Regions from separate parts of the Zea mays genome. Here region 1 is linked to region 2. A link is a contact called in public Hi-C data. All regions are on one chromosome and are shown on one strand. The core of a region is the stretch at or near the end of the contact, and the rest is flanking DNA. Distances in the headings are between cores, read along the strand shown.

Region 1 (3,768 bases), core at 564-3,063, 82 kb before region 2:
TAGATGTATTTTTATATTTGAAGAACCTTGCCCTAATATCTAGTATCTGGGTCGTTCGTCGTTGTACTCCCTCCAGTACAGTAAAGGTAGTCGTTTAGGACATGATTGTGCATACCAAGGAGTGATTAATTATCATAGAGTTTTCCCTGTTTGCCCCTATTAAATAGGGATATGGGTGCATTAACATCACTAAAATGATCAGGCTTGATTGGTTGCTGCAGCAGGTCCAAGGCATTCTAGACTGGAGGTCTCAAGTTCGATTCCTCTTAGAGTATCTCCAACAATGCCTCAAACTAAAGCCTCAAATCGAAATATAGGGCTCTACACAGGAAAAACCACTCCAACAGTGCCTCAATTCAACAAATTTTGTCAAAAAACTATAGGGCACCCTCTCAAGTGCCTCAAATATACTACAGCGTAGTGGGTTGCCCTATAATCTACATTTGGGGCTTTACTGTTGGAGCGGGGTGTTTTGTTGGTGCCCTAAATTCTATAAAATTTACTTATTTTTAAATTATAAGGCATTTTTATAGGTCACGTTGTTGGAGATGCTCTTAAATGCATCTTTTTTTGTGCAATTACTAGGGGCAACAACGTCCAAATCCCAGACCCACGCGCGCTATGACTTCTTTTTGTGCACGCTCGGTCACGCGCAGGATGACTTCTTTTACTGCACCGGAGGGAGTATATACTCTTCTCACTCACTGTTTCCTGCAGTAAACTCGTTTGTGATTACCGGCCCCCGCGAGTTCGCAACAATCAGTTTCGAAAATAGTACCCCGCGACCGCGAATTCCTCCTGCTCACTGTTTGCTTGCTACTACTGAGAATGGCGCGGCGCGTGTGGGGGACCGGACAAGTTTTGGCTCGGCCTGGCTCGCTTCGAGAAAGTTTGTTTGGTCCGGCTTGGTTTAGCGGACGGCGTGCGGGCCAGGCGAGCATTGATTGGAGGCCGGACGCGGGCCACCGGCCCAGCCACTAGACGTGGGCGTACGTGGCGCTGGCCCACACGTTGCATGGCATGTCGGGACTCGGGACTTGCTCTGGAGTCTGGACTCTAGACTGGAGACGACGACGGTGGCGGGCTCGCGTTGGAACTTGGGAGTGAATTTACACACACACACGTGCCTGCTTCGTTCTACCTCTGGAGAGTCTCGATCACGATGATGTATCGAACGGTACAGTGCACATGCATGCTAGCAGGGAACACTGACCAGCAGCCCGTGTCCGTTACTCGCCCGGTCGCCCCGGGGCCAGCCTACTCCATTTCTGAATTGCGCTCTCTCTCTCTCAACAATTAGGTGAGCCGATTTGGCTCTCCCGATTGAACAAGCAAAACCTCGTTTGCACAGACTTGCAAAACGTCCCGCCAAAACAAACAAACACATATCTCGCTCGATCGGAATCCTTTGCGTCTAGTGTACTAGCAGTGTGTAGTCGATCTCCGGTCGTCGGATCCACCTTGGCATTTGGCAACTCGCATCGCATGAATGATGCATCGTCGCCGTAATGGATGATTCATCATTCACGTGCAGCACACCACCCACCGCGTGCGCTAGCTTGCATTGCGTGACAGGATCGATCGACTTTTCATCGGTCGATGACCATTCGATTTCGCCATGGTACGAGGAATACATACTGATTGGTCGATTTGACGGGGTTGGCACTTGGTTGGTGCACGCCTACGTGGCCGCCGCCAGAGCTCTGCTTGCCTCCTGCTTGTGAATCCGTTCTCGTTACCGTCCACGTGCCATGATTTGGGTTACACGTAATACAACTGCCAGATGGGCCGGCTGGGGGCTCTCTTCTTGCAGCCCGCTCCAGCGAGCACTGGAGGGAGAGGAGGGCCGGCTATAATCGGCTGGGAGTCGGAGCGCTCAAGGTGAAATACGGGCTGGAGTTTTTTTTTTTTTTTTGGCAACGAAAACTGCAAAATGAATACGTACAAACTGAAGCGCCTAGAGAGGAAAAAGGAATAAAAGCTGTGATCGTAACTTCCATGCAGTTCCAGGCCGGAACTGATGGAACATTAATTTGCACTCTGATTGTCCTGCTACTATGCCTGTATATAAAGTGCTTGCTGAGCTGGGGTGTACACACACCATCTCTTGCTCGATTTCATATACTTATACGGAGTACCAAACACACCAAGCAAGAGCCATGGCCCAACGACCGACGACGGCCGCTGTCAACATGGCCCTCTACGCCCTCCTCTCTTTCTTCTTCGCCCTCTACTTCCAAGCCCAAGGTGAAGGTATATGTACACGTACGTATACACGTATGACGTATCGATTGCACGTAGTCGTCATAACACTGGTGGTAGTGATGGTCAACGTAACTGATGGACAGGTACGATAACAGATGCGTTGGGACCCAGCCCCGGTGGTCCGGCGCCCGAGACGGCGGCGGAGTTCGTCGTGCTGCGGGAGCCCATGGCCATCCCGGAGCGCCTGCTGCGGGCGGCGGCGACGGCGGTTGGCGCGGCGAACGCGACGGATCCGGATACGCAGATGACGGAGCTCATGTGCTTGGAATGCGACTGCTGCCTCAAGCACACCAGCCCGCGGGTGTGCCTCACGACGTGCTGCTGCCAGAGGGTCTGCGGCGAGTCCGTCTGCTCCATTCCGGAGGTGGTCTCCTGCGGATGCAACCACTGCGTCCCCCCTCCTCCTCATCACAGCCATCGCCATTCTCCTCCTCCTCATCACAGCCATCGCCATTCTCCTCCTCCTCCTCCTCCTGCTATCTGACCGACTGAAGCATCACTACACGGACATATACGTGGAGCTTCAAAATAAAATGGGGGGAGTGGTGGTGCGAATTAATAATCCAAGCCAAATGTATCCGTTCCAGTTTTGATGTATGCATGTGTGGTGTTAATCCTTGTGACTGTGTTACGATCGAAGATGGTATTGCCTGAAATGCTTTGGCCTTTTGATATGGGTGCTTGCTTCTATGAGAGGAATTAGCCCTGCATGCACCACTACGGGAATCCCTATACATCTATCGACGACACCTTGAACCTCCCTGCAGCTGTTGAAGAAACTTATGAGATGTTTGGTTTAATGAATCACTCTATCCAAAATGAAGTGGTGCATCATGGGTCCATTCCTCAAATTTGGTGGGATGACTCCATTCCACATATTAGTACTAAACAACTAACTATAAGGAATGATGTGTGATAGATTAACTCACTCCACTCTCCACTTCACAAACCAAACAAAAAAGTGAGGAGTGAGAAGATGATGGACTATATAATTCCTCAAACCAAACACTCTATTACTAGTTAGGCATGCACCACCATTACAACAATAACTTAATTATAAGAGGTTTATATCACTAACTCAAAACTCCAAAACAGAGGTGCGAAACTCTTAACTTATTCGTCATAACAGATCTGCAGTTGTAATGAAAATACTACTACAGAAGTAGACTGTAGATAGATCAAGATGGCTCCAACAAATTACATGTGCAGCCAAACCCTAGGTTTACGTATACTACTCTCTATCTCACCGGTTAAATTTAACTGTCATTTTAACTCTATGCCCTGAACAAGTGGAACGGCACATATAGTGATTTTCTATATATTGGACATATATACACCATGCACCTTTATTGGTTACAATTTAAATGCATAAAATTGCTACCAAAAGACAGCCGTGCATCAGGTTATTCGAAGAAATGGTTTTCTATGTATCTTTAAACTATATAAAGCACCCGTTGACACGGTAGTAATGTGTCACCTTTCTCCCTTTCTCTTCCTGCTTTA
Region 2 (3,927 bases), core at 334-2,833:
TCACGCCCGTCTCCCTCCGGCTCCTTCCCCCCTTCGCGCTCCGTCTCGCGCCGACCCATCTGGGCTGGGGCACGCGGCGATAATTTACTCGTCGGTCCAGGGACTCCCCGGGTTCGAAACGCCGATAAATACTATGATTTATAATGTAACCAAACAATGTTTCTGAAAAACATGATATATTTAGAGATGTCAAAACCACCGTATTATCATGACAATTGCAAGTATAATATTATAAAACTATATTTTTGAGAAATATTCTTGCCAAACAGGTCCTAAATGTCTATGTACTTTGCAACACGTTAAAAAATCTATCCAAATAATATTTTAAATCTGATACATGTTTTATGAGTATTGTTATATTATTGTTAACATTAGTTTATATTATGGATGCCATAGTTATTAACGCATCATATCATTTTTAGAACAATATCATCGTATGTTTTTTATAAGGATGTGTTTGGTTGAGGAGTGGGGGAGAATAGAGTGGTTTCGTTCCAATTTTCTGGATATTTGTTTTCCAGCAAAATAAGAGTAGAGTGGCTCCTGGATCTCCATATGGAAATTTAGGGCCCGTTTGGCACAGCTCCAGCTCCTGATTCTAAACGAGGATCTGGAGGAGCCGTGCCAAACGGGTATTTTTTTAAACTGATTCTCGTGTGGAGCCGAAAGATCAGGAGTCGTTTTTGTGAAGAAAGGTGGGATCTAAAAAAACCTGCTCCACCCTCCTTTAAAACAGCTCCTCAACCAACCAAATATGGACCTCCCCTTAAAGTTTGATCGAAATTACCCGCAATTGTCATTGGACAAAAACATAACGAGCCAATTTATAGATTAAACATTTGAGACCATTTTATGCACTACTATGATGGAAACATTTTATATGTTATTGTTTCATATTTTTTCCCGTATATGCATCCTACTTATTGGTTTGTAATAAAGTTGAACTGCAAAGAGTAAAACAGACAATCGCCACAGACCACCAACTCTCAGAAGACAAGAATCAGTTTACTTGCCAAACGATTTTAAAAATGATTCTGATTTTCTAGGAGAATCAGGAGGATCAGCTCCTCACGAGGATCAGAATCTAGAGCTAAAGAAGCAGGAGCTGGAGCTTTGCCAAACGGGCCCTTACTATTAACGCTCCCGCTCCACAAAAATGACCGGATGCGAGCACTCTTCCGGACGTGAGCGCTCACCCTCCTCTTCTACCCTCTACACTCACATGGCTCTCGAACCAAACAAAGAATGGAATGAACCAAACAAAGAATGGAATGGCTCCGCTCTATTTTACTCTTCAATAAAATAAAAAATGTAGTGACTCTGTTCTTCTTACCAAACGCAAAATATAACGACTCTATTCTCAAATATTGAAATGAAATCACTCTATTTTATTTGACTCTCCAACCAAACGAACTTCGGTACCATTTTGCTTCCGTTACAACGTAAGGTCATATTTGCGGGTATACATACAAACACAACCTTGAACCTTATATAGCCGTATACGATACTTGTAACACTGACAAGTGAGTCCCACATTGCAGTTCTGGCTTCAACCATGACCCAATCCAGAAGCAGAATGGGTAAATACCGCAAAAACCAGATAAGCCCGGTGCGCCGTCTCCTTCCTTCTCGGCGCTCTCTCGCCCGCGCCTCCATCACTCGCTAGTCGCTCCCTCCGCCTCCGTCCACCATGCCCGCCTCACTCCTTCCTCCGACCTTCCTCCCCCACCACCTGCGCCGCCTCGCTCCCGCCGGTTGCACTACCTCTTCCGTCACCTCCTCCTCGGTCTCCATCCCAGCGAGCCGCTACGACTTCGAGCCCCTCTTGGCCTACCTCTCGTCCCCCTCCGTATCGGCCTCCCTCACCTCGCCATCCCCACCGGCATCCGTTCCGGCGCCCGAGCACCGCCTCGCCGCGTCTTACTCGGCTGTCCCGTCGCACGAGTGGCATGCGTTGCTGCGTGACCTCGCCGCTAGTGACGCGTCCCTGCCGCTGGCCTTCGCGTTGCTACCTTTCCTCCACCGCCACCGTCTCTGCTTCCCGCTCGACCTCCTCCTCTCGTCTCTTCTGCACTCGCTCTCCGTGTCCGGCCGCCTTCTCCCGCACTCCCTCCTTCTCTCCTTCCCGCCGTCGCTCTCCGACCCGCCGTCCCCACTGCTGCTCAACTCCCTCCTCGCTGCGTCCGCCGCGGCCTCGCGCCCCGCCGTGGCCCTCCGGTTGCTCTCGCTGCTCCGCGAGCACGATTTCCTCCCGGACCTCGCGTCCTACTCGCATCTCCTCGCTTCGCTGCTCAACACGCGGGACCCGCCCGACGCCGCACTGCTCGAGCGCCTCCTCGGTGACCTCAGGGAGTCGCGGCTCGAGCCCGATGCTCCGCTCTTCTCGGACCTCATCTCTGCTTTCGCGCGGGCGGCGCTCCCGGACGCTGCGCTGGAGCTCCTCGCCTCCGCGCAGGCCATTGGGCTCACGCCGCGGTCTAACGCGGTCACCGCTCTCATCTCCGCCCTAGGCACTGCAGGGCGCGTCGCCGAGGCGGAGGCGCTGTTCCTCGAGTTCTTCCTCGCTGGGGAGATCAAGCCGCGGACGCGTGCTTACAACGCGCTGCTCAAAGGTTATGTCAGGATTGCTTCGCTCAAGAACGCAGAGCAAGTTCTTGACGAAATGTCACAATGCGGAGTTGCGCCAGATGAGGCCACTTACAGCCTGCTTGTGGACGCGTACACAAGAGCTGGGAGGTGGGAAAGTGCGAGGATACTGCTGAAGGAGATGGAGGCCGATGGAGTTAAACCAAGCTCGTACGTGTTCAGTCGGATCCTTGCAGGATTCCGTGACAGGGGGGATTGGCAAAAAGCTTTTGCAGTGCTCCGAGAGATGCAAGCTAGTGGAGTAAGGCCAGATCGGCATTTCTACAACGTCATGATCGATACATTTGGGAAGTACAACTGCCTTGGGCATGCTATGGATGCCTTTAACAAAATGCGAGAAGAAGGGATTGAGCCGGATGTTGTCACATGGAATACTCTCATTGATGCACATTGTAAAGGAGGGCGGCATGACCGTGCTGCGGAGCTGTTTGAGGAGATGCGTGAAAGCAATTGCCCACCAGGCACAACCACATACAACATCATGATAAATTTACTCGGAGAGCAAGAACACTGGGAGGGTGTGGAAGCAATGCTATCAGAGATGAAGGAGCAGGGACTGGTACCCAACATTATCACATATACTACTCTCGTGGATGTGTATGGAAGGTCCGGTAGGTACAAGGAGGCAATTGATTGCATTGAAGCAATGAAAGCTGATGGTCTCAAGCCATCGCCTACTATGTACCATGCCTTAGTCAATGCATATGCTCAAAGGGTAAGAAAGTCTTGTATTGTTGCATATTTTCAACTATATATTGTTATCAACGAATATCGTGTACCTAGACCTGGTTATGACCAGATAACCCGCCCGGAAAGTCTTGACGCAGAATTAATAAGCTGTTATACTACTTTTGAGATTTGCTTCATAATACTCAGCACTATTGACCTGCACAATCTAATTACAAGTGGAATATATATGTTCTGACTTTGGTATCTATCAAGTTGTTTTCTAAAGTTTTTTTTAACATTTCCTCTATTCTAAATTGTAAGCTGTCTTTTCTATATACATAACATTTACTATGTATCTAGACACAACCTATATCTAGGTTTGTAGCAAAAGTTATATATCTAGAAAAGCCACAATGGCTTACAATGAAGGGACTATGATTGTTTGCTTGGTTAAGTACACAAATCAGGGCTGTAGGTTAACTAGATTTATCTTATTAAAATTAAAATTTTTGGTTCTCACAGTCCATGCATGATTATCTACAGGGTTTAGCAGATCATGCGTTAAATGTGGTCAAGGCTATGAAAGCAGATGGCCTGGAGGTTAGCATCTTA

The links. Hi-C and Micro-C count contacts between places; a contact is called where the count stands out from the background.
Region 1: a contact with region 2 is called in a Hi-C map of ear, with 3 times the contacts expected there. The contact joins the enhancer-like site here to the promoter of LOC732792 in region 2. A contact is called at or near these places in 2 of 25 Hi-C or Micro-C datasets (ear and tassel).

The regions. Positions count from the first base shown.
Region 1 is chr7:164,903,951-164,907,718 of Zm-B73-REFERENCE-NAM-5.0, reverse strand. No RefSeq gene overlaps it. Among protein-coding and RNA genes, the nearest start is that of LOC100216659, 24 kb to the left of the region's middle. Within about 2 kb of position 1,813, at least 19 of the 20 cell types and tissues checked have an H3K27ac peak or open chromatin away from gene starts, as enhancers often do. A contact at or near this core is called in ear and tassel, where this site is marked.
Region 2 is chr7:164,821,872-164,825,798 of Zm-B73-REFERENCE-NAM-5.0, reverse strand. It overlaps LOC732792 (chloroplast RNA processing 1), which reads left to right and starts at 1,583. Exons shown (of 5, transcript NM_001112409.3): 1 at 1,583-3,361; 2 at 3,859-3,927. The coding sequence starts at 1,691.